Regions from separate parts of the Sus scrofa genome. Here region 1 is linked to region 2. Evidence: chromatin contacts called from public HiChIP or PLAC-seq data. All regions are on one chromosome and are shown on one strand. Each heading gives the region's core, a stretch centred on a gene start, on an enhancer-like site or on the middle of the called end of the contact. The rest is flanking DNA. Distances are from core to core; before and after follow the strand shown.

The links. HiChIP or PLAC-seq counts read pairs in DNA pulled down with a chosen protein or histone mark.
Region 1: a contact with region 2 is called in an H3K27ac HiChIP or PLAC-seq map of skeletal muscle, with 4 times the contacts expected there. The contact joins two enhancer-like sites. A contact is called at or near these places in 1 of 47 Hi-C or Micro-C datasets (fibroblasts) and 2 of 2 datasets of contacts at active chromatin or transcription factors (alveolar macrophages and skeletal muscle).

Annotation. Positions count from the first base shown.
Region 1 is chr17:59,011,571-59,017,997 of Sscrofa11.1, reverse strand. The region is part of intron 1 of GNAS (GNAS complex locus); the gene reads right to left. Among named protein-coding and RNA genes, the nearest start is that of GNAS, 29 kb to the right of the region's middle. Within about 2 kb of position 4,812, at least 19 of the 83 cell types and tissues checked have an H3K27ac peak or open chromatin away from gene starts, as enhancers often do. A contact at or near this core is called in skeletal muscle, where this site is marked.
Region 2 is chr17:58,676,144-58,682,859 of Sscrofa11.1, reverse strand. The region is part of intron 1 of APCDD1L (protein APCDD1-like); the gene reads left to right. Among named protein-coding and RNA genes, the nearest start is that of APCDD1L, 32 kb to the left of the region's middle. Within about 2 kb of position 4,064, at least 20 of the 83 cell types and tissues checked have an H3K27ac peak or open chromatin away from gene starts, as enhancers often do. A contact at or near this core is called in skeletal muscle, where this site is marked.

The sequences.
Region 1 (6,427 bases), core at 3,563-6,062, 330 kb before region 2:
GACCTAAGATGGAGGATGGAAACTAAGATGGAGGGCAGGCCAGGACCTAAGATGGAGGATGGAAACTAAGATGGAGGGCAGGCCAGGACCTAAGATGGAGGACGGAAACTAAGATGGAGGGCAGGCCAGGACCTAAGATGGAGGATGGAAACTAAGATGGAGGGAAGGCCAGGACCTAAGATGGAGGATGGAAACTAAGATGGAGGGAAGGCCAGGACCTAAGATGGAGGATGGAAACTAAGATGGGGGGCAGGCCAGGATCTAAGATGGAGGATGGAAACTAAGATGGAGGGCAGACCAGGACCTAAGAGGGAGGACGGAAACTAAGATGGAGGGCAGGCCAGGATCTAAGATGGAGGATGGAAACTAAGATGGAGGGAAGGCCAGGACCTAAGATGGAGGACGTAAACTAAGATGGAGGGAAGGCCAGGATCTAAGAGGGAGGATGGAAACTAAGATGGAGGGCAGGCCAGGACCTAAGATGGAGGACAGAAACTAAGATGAAGGGAAGGCCAGGATCTAAGAGGGAGGAGGGAAACTTAGATGGAGGGAAGGCCAGGACCTAAGAGGGAGGCCTAGAACCAAGGTGGAGGGAAGGCCAGGAGCTATAGATGGAGGATGGAAACTAAGATGGAGGGAAGGCCAGGACCTAAGAGGGAGGATGGAAACTAAGATGGAGGGAAGGCCAGGACCTAAGATGGAGGATGGAAACTAAGATGGGGGGCAGGCCAGGATCTAAGATGGAGGATGGAAACTAAGATGGAGGGCAGACCAGGACCTAAGATGGAGGACTGAAACTAAGATGGAGGGCAGGCCAGGATCTAAGATGGAGGATGGAAACTAAGATGGAGGGAAGGCCAGGACCTAAGATGGAGGACGTAAACTAAGATGGAGGGAAGGCCAGGATCTAAGAGGGAGGATGGAAACTAAGATGGAGGGCAGGCCAGGACCTAAGATGGAGGACAGAAACTAAGATGAAGGGAAGGCCAGGATCTAAGAGGGAGGAGGGAAACTAAGATGAAGGGAAGGCCAGGACCTAAGAGGGAGGATGGAAACCAAGATGGAGGGCAGGCCAGGACCTAAGAGGGAGGATGGAAACCAAGATGGAGGGAAGGCCAGGATCTAAGATGGAGGATGGAAACCAAGATGGAGGGAAGGCCAGGAGCTAAGATGGAGGATGGAAACCAAGATGGAGGGAAGGCCAGGACCTAAGAGGGAGGATGGAAACCAAGATGGAGGGCAGGCCAGGACCTAAGAGGGAGGATGGAAACCAAGATGGAGGGAAGGCCAGGACCTAAGATGGAGGACGGAAACTAAGATGGAGGGAAGGCCAGGATCTAAGAGGGAGGATGGAAACCAAGATGGAGGGAAGGCCAGAGCTAAGACGGAAGCCTCCACAGTACATCAGGAGCCCTGACTGCAAACTACAGACAGCATTTTCCCATCCCATCCTTCGCACAAATCCTACGTACAGAGAGAGGACCCTCAGTTTGGGTGGACACGTTGGGGGCCACCCCCAGGAGGAATTTCCGCCCTGGAAGACCCTGGTCCCTCCGCGGGCCAGCCCAGCCTCGGAACCCAGCGAGCCTCCGCCAGCGCCTCCCGAGAAGGCCTGGTGGGCGCCCTGCGCCCGCAGAGGCTCCGTCGGGGCTGCGAGGGAGTCCCAGCGGGTGAGCCTGTCTCGACACAGCCCCTGGGTTCTCCCCGGCAGATCCCTGGGTTTTCTGCAGTCTCGTTACCGGGACGCGACGCTTCTACAAAACCCCCGATTTGGTTTGCTCGACTGGGCCAGAGGCGTGTTGGGAGGCTGCTGAGGTCTGTTTTTTGATGATGGTTCCGTCCCGTCTGAGCTCCCAAGTCTAGTCCCTATTTAGTCACCCGGTGGAGACCACCCACTGTCTTAAACTTCCCTATAAAACCCACCAAAGGGAGCAGCAGTGTCTTATGCCCTCGTCTTCCCCGTGGGGAAGGGCACATATTAGGCGCTCAATCCGTGTACACTGAGTGAATGAATGAATAAATGAAAATGCCTCGACGAAGGCAGACTCACCGACCCGGCAAGGATCTCATCCTTCTGAGAGGCCTGGCAGACGCACAGGTGGCTGCTGCACGTTAAGAGATGCTACTAGAAAGGCAAAAGGGAAACAAAGCCATTTTGACATCCACCTGAACCCCTCAATTAGGAAACCACCTATCAGTGAGGGAAAATGGGTACAGATGCACCAAGAACTGGGCAGCATCCCATGCTCTTTGCCAAGCTGGACACCATCTACGCATGAGGTAAACCTCAGCTCTGCCAAGAGTCAAAAATTGGAAAAATTAATTTGTGACAACTGTTTTCATGTGGAACCATGATTTCTCTCATTTAAGCATGTCATTTTCTGCCCAATTCCCATTAAACGCTTCCCCCAAACTCATCCTTTCTTTCTTTCTGAAGGCCAGCCAGGACCCCCTGTCCCCCAGCAATTCCAAAAGGTCACAGAAGGCCCAGTTAATAAGCACATTGGGGGTGAGTCCCCTTCCCTGGCTCTTAGGACAGCAATTGTTTTTCCCTCATGGGCCCCTAATCGGCCATTTTGCTGGGTCTAACGCAATGCAAATTTAGCTCCAATCAATTAGTGACACATTTCTAACTGGGGGGGGGGGGCTTGGGAAAAGTGTCAACTTTTCCTGGTAGAGGGAAGTTAACCCTTGAGAACAAACTGCATCACGGTCAACGCAGCAAACGTCTCCTGCCTCCGTGAGCTGTGCTGTTTGTTTTCCCCCCTTAAAGGCCCAACTTGCGAGAATGGGGTCCCAGTCCCACAAATTAGGACAAGACTTTGTTTTTTCACTTGAGCTAATGAATAAAGCACAGGACACAGAGGCAGCTGACGGAATATTTTCCCCACGAACGCCAGGAAGCCGAAATCTGCTCTCCTGTTGCACTTTTTTTTTTTTTTTTAAACAGCCTGAGTGATTTGGGTATAACGTGCACTGGGCGCCCCCCCTCCCAAGCCCTCAGCAATCAATCTTGTCTCCTGCAGAATCCCCAGCCCCCCTCCTCACTGACTAGAATTGTCTCTCTCTAATGAACATACCCAGGAGAATAAAACTTGTTTTTCAAAAGTGTGGGGAAGGAAGAAGAGGAAGGGAGGAAGGAAGGAAAAAAAAAAAAAAGAAAGAAAAAAAAAAAAAGCACACAATGCTGATACTGGGTCTAGCCGGAGCCAAGTTCTCGAGGACAAGCAACCTGTAAACGGCTAAGGATTTCCTCCGCATCTAAGATGTGTGCCTACCGCACAGGGAGTTTGCTTTCACCCTTCAGATTTAGCTTGTCTGGTTGTGAGGAGCCACCAAACCAAAGAACTCACAAAGATGGGCTCTTTTTCTTGAAGCCAAAAAGGTCCCCAGGGGGCCAGATTTCTTACAACCCAACCACTCGGCGGGGTAAGGCTTGCAGAGACACTCAGAACGTCGAGTTTGTGCTAGAAGGGGGCGGAGGACTCCGTCAAAAAATAAAATATAAAATAAAAAATGGAACCATCATTTTAGAATGTGGAGAGGAACATTTGGGGGAGCAAGAAAGGGCCCACTGGGCAAGCAGGCAGCGGTCAGAGCTCAGGGGACCGTGGGGAGGGGGGGCAGGGGCCTTGGTGCTGGCCCCCAACTTGCAGCCTCCCCCTTTGCTCGTCCTACCCTGCACTCCTGGGACCCACAGGGGACAGCACGGGCAGTGGGGTGGATGCCCCCTCCCGCCCTGGACTCCTGGGCCTGCCTCCCCAGCCCTCCTCGGCCAGGTCCCAGCCAGCCTGGCCCCTCAGCTGCGCTGGCCGCTGGCCCTGGCCTCTCTCCAGCTCTGCCTGGTGCAGCTTCAATGACTTGCAACCTGATCAGATCGCTTCCCTTCCAGAAGCTAAGTTCCTAGAGGACAGGCAGCCGTCTTGGGTTCCTGGGTTCAGAGCCCAGTTTACTAACGGCGCTTTTTTCGCTCTCCCTTCTCTCTCTGTCAAACTTTTTATTTCACTCCTGTGTTCCCCTCTCTCTCCCCTTCCTTTGGCACCTCTCTCTCTCCAGGAAAGAACAGGCTGGCGAGAGCTGCTTTTTAACCTCAGGGGGGTTCGCAAACGTGCAGGGGAGGAAAGACAAAGGCAGCGGGTCCCTTTGCCCCCTGCGCAACCCGGGCAGAAGGGCTGAGCAAGGACACCGGCCCCGAAAGGACACAATGCGCAACGTGGGAAAAGCGCTAAGGAAGTCAGTGCGGCAGGGGGGGCTCGAGATGGAGTGGTGCCCGCGGGTCGCATCCTCTTTAGAGACATCCATACATCTGGGCAGAGGACAGGGGGAGATAAGGAGATAGAAAACCCGGACAGGATAAGGGCGGGGTGGGGGATTTCCTGGAATATTAGAATGTCATTTTAACAATAAGTACAACTTCTGGAAGAAAAAGGGAAAGGGGCCGGGGAGAGTATGGGGTGCGGGTTCCCAGCGCCGAGGGAAGGGGAAGGGGCTGGCCTGGCACCGGGGGGCCTTGGGGCGGGGAGACTGAGCTGAGCGGGCATGGCCCCCAGAAGGAAAAAGGCGTGTGTGTCGTGGAGGGGGGAGAACCGGGCAAAGACACCCACCAAATGCACAGGCCCCCAAGCCCAGAATGGCAGGCTGGGTGTGAAAGCCAAGCTCCCTGGCACCCAGCACAGTTTGAGACCCCAACCCCGAGATCCGCCCCCCTCCCCGCAAAAACCTGCGGCTTTTTTCCCTTGCGCTTCCTAACATTTCATCTAGAAAATTCCAAGTGATCCCACTTCCTGCGAGCTTCCCAGGCATTCCACGCTCTCTGCTGACCTCTGGTGGGGGAGGCGCTCTACGGCCCAGAAAAGGGGCCGGACACGGGGGAGCCCACCTGCCCTGCCTTCCCCGCGCCCCCCACCCAGAGTCCTGGCGCCCCTGCATCCTGGCCAAGGGGTGGGCTGCACGTGGGGGGGGGTGACGAGCACGAAGGTAAGGAAAGCTTTCTAGACGCCCCAGAAGATGCGGCGTGTAGGCGAAGAATGTGGGAATAAAGTTTGTTAACTTAAAGAAGAGGATTTTCATGGCAGAAGGGGGAAAACTTTTGCCCGACGTTGATGTATTTTATCAGGTCCTTTGATTTTTCAACTATGAAAGAAAGAGAGCAGGGGACGCGTCTAAGGATGGGCACGGCGGGCAGGTTTCACTGGGAACGGATACGTTCCCATGACGGAAGGGACTCGGGAGGCCCTGGCAGGAGTTCTCGAGGCCCTTCTCGAACAGATGAGCTCATGATTTTACAGCTGCTGCGGGGCGGGGGAGTGGCAAGGATGCCTGTTCTCTTTGGAACCGAGGAACCTGGCCCCAGCCGCCATCAGAGGCAACCTCCCCTCCCCTGGAGACTTGGCCTCAACAAGGCAGAAGTGACCTTCCCCCAAGTCCAGGGTCAGGCCTGGGATGGAGGACAGGGGTCCCAACTTAGCTGGGAAGACTCTTCCTAGTAAGCATGCTCCTTAGCACACAGGGGTTTTGCAGCCCTGAGAGGTTGGGGGGGGGGCGGTAGAGGGGGGAAAATGAGAACTAGCCCTGCCATCTCCGAGACCCTCAAACCCCAACGACGTGCTCATGGATGAAAAAGCGATAAGGAGTCCCCCTCAGCCAGTATGTTCTGAGACAGCATCGCACATCCACCCCAAATCCTATTCCCTCATTTCCCTGCATCCTCCCATACTGTCTCAAATGCCACCTCCTCCAGGAAGGCTCCCTGGGTTTCCCTGATGGAAAAAGGGACCTCTGCCCACATCTGGAGTTCTTTTCTAGCTCTCGATTGGGGTGAGAAAAAAGTCCCACACTCCTCTGCTTCCTGCAAAGATTCTTCTGTGATGGGTACCCAGAAATTATTAATTATGAATCCAGGGGCAAGAGCGAGGCCTGGAGTTTCCTGTGCAATCTGCCATTTTGGAAGGCAACTTGAAAGGGCAGAGTGTGTGTCTGCGGGGCTGGCGGGCGTCAGGGAGGGGGTGTTTGGCATACCTGTTCTAGTCAAACTTTTTAGGAGAGACTCGAAGAAGTTTTACAGTGAGAAGGACACACCCCTCACTTTTCAGATGGGGAAAGCAGGGACCCAGAAGATAAAGGATTTGCCCAAGGCCCCAGAACTGGTTCCCGGAAGGCCCAGGGCACGCAGGCGGGCTGGGGAGGCAGAGGTCACTCTGATAGTGTGTTTTCTGCCCTGGCTAGGGTCTCACAGAGCCACTAGTTCCAAGTGACAGGATCTGTCCTCCGATATCCATTGTTCAACTGGAAAACCTTTAAAGCTGGCCCTGGGCCTTGGGGGCGGGGCTGGGTCCCTGGGAAGGAGGATCAGCGGAGGGGGCTTGGGGAGCTGTGCCTTCCGCCCGCTCACAGGGAATTTTGAAAAGCCAGGCTCTCAACAGTAAAA
Region 2 (6,716 bases), core at 2,815-5,314:
AATACTCAGAGTCACCCTGAAGAATCAAGACACCGATGTACATTATTTTTAAGATCACACTTGCTGCTCCATGGAGAGTGGACTACAGGGGGCAGAGTGGAATCTGGAGAAACAGTGAGGGGCCAGGGTCAGTCTTTCAGGGAAGAAACGACGGTGGCTTTACCCAGAATGGTGGCAGTGAAAATAAGCAGAAGAGTATGAATCCAAGTTCATGGAGTATCGGCTTCTTAACTTATGCCCCTTTATTTATACATATTTTATAAGCATACAAAAATGTGTGTTTCAGCTTGTGTGACTTTCAGCTTGTCATTTCGCTTCCATTGTTCATATGTTAAATTTGCAAAAAGAAAATTTGATGATACCCAGTGTGGCCAGATGCGTAGGGACAGAAATAGTCTCATATACCGCTGGTAGAGGGTAAATTGAGACAGCATTTCTGAAGGGCCTTTGGTCAACGCTATCAACATGTTAAATGCATGAACAATTACTTTCTTAAGAATTTCTCTAAAGGGCACACACTGAATTTACACCGAGATACATTAAAAGCATGTCCGACATCCTGTTGTATATAAAAGAACTGACCAGTCTACTTGACCATCCACAGAGGGCTGGTTCACTCAGTCAAGATTCAGCTACATCATAGAATACGGTTTTGTCTCTTCCACAAAAAAGATAAGTCTGAGAGGGAAAGATATCCCTGATAATTTAAGCGTAAAAGGCAAAATGCAGAACGATATGTATAGAAAGACTGCATTCATAAAAAATTTTAATAGCCAAATAAAAAACATACACATTTATATGCAGAGATCAGCATGAGAGCATTTTCTAGGAGGATGCCCAAGAAACTGTGAAAATGATTCACTCTGGAGGAGCAACTAAGGCTCGAGGGTAGAAAGCAACTTTCACTTTTCATTTTACACCTTTTTTATACATTTTGAACATTCCACTGCAAGCCACATATTGCTTTTGTTTGATGAGTTCAGCGTGTTTTTATGGGACTCTTTTTGATGAGGGCACCTGCTTACCCTCGTGATTACAGCTCCTGTTTCTGCCACTTCATCATTTTCCCTCTGGTGCTTCCTTCAAAGACCCTGAACATGCCCGGTCCCTCCAGTCCTAAAAAGCCAACCTTCCTCAAGGATTTCCAAAATCCATTGTTAACTTAAAACAGATTTCAAGTCATGTGCATAAGGTGACCCCATTTTTCTAAAAAAAAAAAATAATAATAATAATAATTGAATCAATGCACGTATGTATGTGTGAAAAGAAAAAAAAAAGTCTGCAAAGATTTACTCATTCATTCGCCAAAAATGTATGGTGCGCCTGCCACAGGCCAGATATTGTCGTGGAGATGGCAGTTCAAAGGGCCCCCTCCTGGCAAGCCAGCCTCCGGCATCCAGAGGGCAGGGGGGCCAGCAGGTTAATGGCATGCACTCTTGGGTGAGGCGATGTGGGTGCGCCTGATAGCATCGTTGTGCTTTCCTCTGTCTTCTGATTCATTTTTTTCCCTCTGTGTACGGCATGAAAGAACTTACATAAAAATAATAATTAAGCTATAAAACATACTCTCTCTAGCCCTCCGGTTTTGTCTGCCTTCCCCAACTCCTACGCTGCTCCGTGCAATAGTTGAGACACTGATACTGAAACAGACACTGATGCTAAAACATCCTTCGCTCTGTACCTGGGTATCCAGCGTCAGTGGGCGTCTCAGGCGGCTTCTGCAGCCCTGCTTGGGTACAACCTGCCCCCAGCACTTCTGCGGCTTCCTGAGGTCCCCCTGGCCTCTGGCTGGCCCTTCCCAGGGCTGCTTCCTCAGAGTTCTGCCTCTGGCTAACTTCACCCTCAGTCCTTGCCCCTGGGGTGCAGTGTGGACGGACATGGGGCCCCAGCCAGCTCCTCACCACTGGCTCTTGCTGGATGTCCTCAAATTGCAGACAACCCCCCTCCGCCCCGCCCCGAGAGTAACTCTCCCCAGGTCCCATCTCAGGGGCGGCACCACCAGCCCCCCAGTCTCCCAGCAGAGACCGGCCCAGCCATGCCGCCCCCCCGCCCCACCTTTCCCCGACATCCCAGCAGCCGGGGCGCCTTTGCCAACTCCAGCGCCCCGCTGCCCCAGCCTGGCCTCCACGCCCGGATCTCAGGTGGTCTCCCGGGTCGCCGTGAGCTCCCACCCCACCCCCACAAGATCATCGTTAGCACAAGCCAGCAGGGCCTTGGCGCCGTGGCCCCCGACCGCCTGTCACCGTGTCCCACCAACAGCGATTTGGCCACATCTGATTGCTACTCTCCTCTAACTGGGTCAACGCTTCTCTCCACATCAACTAACTCATTTTCACTTGTTTTTAAAAATAACCCATCCCTGTATGCTTTAGCCTCATGCTAACAGAATCCCAGGCTGGATGTGTCAGGTATCGAACGGGTCAAAATAGACACGTAACTAACCAGGCAAACACAAACTGTCCACCTGGGACCCCTAGGATCAAGGCCAGAGCCACCCAGCTAGGCTCAGGGGCCCCTGGGAAAGCACTGCCTTTCAAAAGGCCCCCAGCTCTCACCCGTGGCCTGAAGCACACTCGGCACACCCACTAACAGGGCTCCCGCCTCTCCGCTCTCCAGGGCTAATTACGCTCCCTCAGCCCTGGCGGCCGTTTCCCGTCCCTGCTACCTGCCCAGCCTCTGCCGAGTGCCCATTACAGCTCTCAGCCACCTGTCAAGCAGCTCCTTGTCCCCCTCCAAGATGCTTGAGGAACACCAAGGCGGCCAGGCCCCTCCTAGCGCCACCCCCTCCTCGGGCCTCCTTCCAGCAAATCAGACCAGCATGCGGCAGAACACCTGCAAGCTTCTGTTGCGCTGGCTCAGAACATCAGACCCTGAGCGCCTCTGCCATGCTGAGGCCTGGCCCACCACAGGTGCTCAGCGGATGTGGAGCAGAGGCCAGGGGCTGTGTGTGCAATCGGAAGGAGAGTGGATTTTACAGGGAACAGAGCTGGTTTGGAGTTTGGGCCTTTCCACCAACCGACTTGGGTGACAGACACCCGGACCCCCTTAGACACGCCTCTTCTGAGCCTCTATTCCCTGGTGCATAAGTGGGGGACAACCCCAATCCCTACCCCAAAGCTTCTCCAGAAGGCCCAGCGAACAGTAAACGCGGGCTCTGCAGACGTTAGACCTTCACTGAAATGCGCGACTTATTATTGGGACGGTGACAAGACGCCCGATGATTAATCCGCTGCGGTCAGCCAGTGAGCGTCAACGCTGTCCCCGTGGCGGGCTGCGTCCACTCTCCCCGGAAGAAGAACGCCGCCCTCCAGGGTCGCCAGGGAAGGCAAGAATTACAGGCCTGTTTATTTAACATTTACGAAGCCAGTGCATTTTCCTGCACCTTGTCTGCAACACTTAAGCCAATATTTGCGTCTTTGGGATTCTATTTGTATGGTAATTTACAAATAGGGTTCGGACTTACGGCCGGCCTTTCTCCTGAAACTCCGAAAGCACATTAATTTTCCAGACAGTAAAATAATGCCGTAATTAAATATTACCATTTCTTTTCAAATAAAATCTGGTAGCTCATAACAAAATAGCTTTTTCGAAACATGATGTAGGTTTTCTCACAAAATTGCACTCGAGGGAAATTCCTTATTTTGAATGTATGGACGCGACCATGAACTTAATCTCAACACAATGTAAGAAAAATTGACTTGTTAAATTGCAATAATTTTCTTGCATTTAAAATTTCCATGCTTCCTGTGGCGGCTGACCCCAGGGCTCCCCTATGTATGTCTTTGGGGAGAGGCCCAGGACCCAAGATGGTTTGTTTCATTGTTTATGAGGCCTCCCAGATCCATTCTCTTGAGGTTCCAACTGGTGGGTTTGTTCTGTGTTGCAAAGTTCTGCTAAAGGAGGCGAGGCCTGGTGACCCCATGACCCTGGCCCTTGGGTCTCGCCATGCGCGCTCCGAGCGAGCAGAAACCAAGATCGCCCACGCGGAAGAAGGCATGGGCCCCGGCGCTGGCCTTGGATGGGCTCCCTCTTCACCTTGGCCAGAGCGGACGGATGGAGCGAGCCTGGCGGCGCTGGGCTGGACGCTGAGGCCGGAGGAGGTGGTGCCGGGTTTCACCCGGGGCCGCCCAACCGCCCCAACCAAAGCTCAAGAGGGCCCCCTTGTGGAGGCTCCCAAGAACAGCCCCGTAAGAGGCGTGCGTGCCCCCGACCCGCGACCCCCGCGCCTCCCCGCGCGTCTCAGACCTGAAGGCGCTCAACCGCCACCGACGGGATCCGCTGTCATCGCCTCGAAACCCAGGTGTTTCCGTGCGACGAGGAGATGCGTGGCCCTTCGGGGAAGACCTGCGGGAGACCCAGCTCCCAAGGGCCCCCTGCGGAGGGAAGCGGCTCAAGGGCGTCCCCAAGACCCCTCGGCCTGCGCGCTCTGCCGGCGGCTTCACCGAGCTCACGCCCGCGTCGTCTTATTGAGTGTGTCAAAACCTTGCCATCATCTTGCCAAATTCCTGTTCTACAGAACAATGGAAGCTTCGGTCTTCTGCCAAGAGAGCGAACAAGGACTCAATCCAACGGGAGTCTTCTAGAAACGCGTTCTGTTGAGCAAACACGGACTTGGCACTGCACCCCGCAGGGCAGGCGCCCCAGAATGTTCCCCCGGAGCCATTCGGAAGCAGGGAGAGACCCCACACGCTCCCTCTCCACGTCCCCCCCCCCCCCGCCGCCTTGGCCCACCCCTCAAAGCACAGGACCCAACGCTGGTGTCACGGGTGGCGAGCGTGGACCAAATTTGGCATAAACTACGACCATCCAAGGGGCCATCGCGCAGGCTGGGGACATAGGCGCGCAAGTGGAGCTGAGGAGGCCTCATCTCCAAGACACCAAAACATCTGGGTGAACAGGGAGACCCGCTCATCCATCACCCTGATGCCTTGGCTCTGTGGGAACAGCTGGGCTTTGGCTGGAATTTCCAGTGTTCATCTGGGTGGAAGCCCCAGCCAGATCGAGGAGTGATTAGCATCAATTATTCATGGGGCTGAGGGGGTTTTGCTGGGCTGGGTCATTCCTAAGCAAACAGAAAGGAGAAACCGGCTGAGGAGTCAGGCCTGGGTGGCCAGACTGTTGTCGCTGGGTTCCTTCCCATCGCTGGAGCCAGTGGTTTGCTCTTCCCTGAGCAGCAAACGCTCCACACAGGCCCCAGGCAGAGTCCGCCGCTCCCCTTGACAGATGCTTTCAGTGTTGGAAACGCAGTCGTGGAACAGCCACCTTCCCTAGTGCGGTCAGCAAGGCCCATGGCATCGGCGGATCCCTTGGCTCAGCCCACTGGGACTTTTCATGGAGAACTGGGGAAACGGGGGCCGGTCAAAGCAGGTCCCTTCGCGGGCGTTTCAACCCACGGACGTCTGGGTCCGATGCCCTCCTGGATGTCACCAGCTCGGGATCCACTTTTTCCAGACACGCCATCCCTCCAGACGTCCTCAGGGCATCTTTAAAGTCTCACCGCGCAAAGGAGGGCGCGGGGCAGAGCCCTGGGATGCTGGAGGGGCGGGGAGGGGGTGTGATTTTCCTCCAGCACTCCATTTCTGAGTTTCCCAAGAACGTAAAGTCCACTTGACCTCCCAGCCACCCCGCCCCGGCCTTGACTGCAAAGGCCCTGGGATTACATGGATAATGAGATTCACTCATGGCCAAATAAGGCCCATATGAGGAATCTGAGGGGACGTGTAGGCTCCTTAGAATTCAAAGTCTGTCTTCATATTTCTGTGAGGTACCGGGACTGTCACAGCATGCCAATCTGCAACCTTCTCGGGGGAGCGAAAATGGAAACGCTGCGTGCCTTTTGTGCAATGACTTCATCACAAACCACATCTTTTGCTGTAGCAACGCGCTGACGGCTGCCATTGCAACAGCCGGTGTCTGAAGCTTGTTGGCGAAACATCCGCTGAGACCCGTGTGTGCCAGCACATGGCAATTTGTAAAAGGCGGCCGCCTCTCCTCAGGAGAGATTATTTGGGGGGGGGGATTTTATTTAAAATGTGCATAAACGTCCCAGTACAAACATTCGAGGTGAATTACCTCAAGCCGAGGATTTGGAAATAAACCAGAGGGTTCAGACCTGCTTTTCAGCAGGAGAACACTTTTTTCAAAGCGAACTCTAATTAGCATCCTAGGACATAAGCCAGAACGAACGGTGAGGGCTCTGGGGGCTCCACTGAGGGCAGGAGGCCAAACCTCCTCCCTGGACCTCCCTTTTTCTGCTAAAAAAAAAAAACACCCGAGGTCTTGAGAAACCAGCTTGAGAACTTGTGATGCGGTGAAACGCGACACGCACATCCTGCTCTCGAGCGGGGCCGTGCTGCCCAACAGGGCCACCACCAGCCACACGCGGCCCCAGGTCCTAGAAATGTAACCCATCTAAACGTAGCTGTCCTCTGAGTGTGAACACCCACCTGATTTCAAAGACTCGTATTTTTAAAGGCATATAAAACATCTCATTAACAGTTTTCATATTTATTACATGTTGAGATATAATCCTGTGGCTGGATAAAGTATCATTAAAATTAATTTCACTTGCTACACTTTTCCTTTTTTTTTTTTAATGTGGCTACTAGAAAATGTCAAATCATGTCCTGGCTTACAGCTGTGACTCACATTCTGTGACGACTGGTCACTGTCGTGGCGCCTTCCCTGGGGATCGAGAAACACATCTGGGTCCTAGT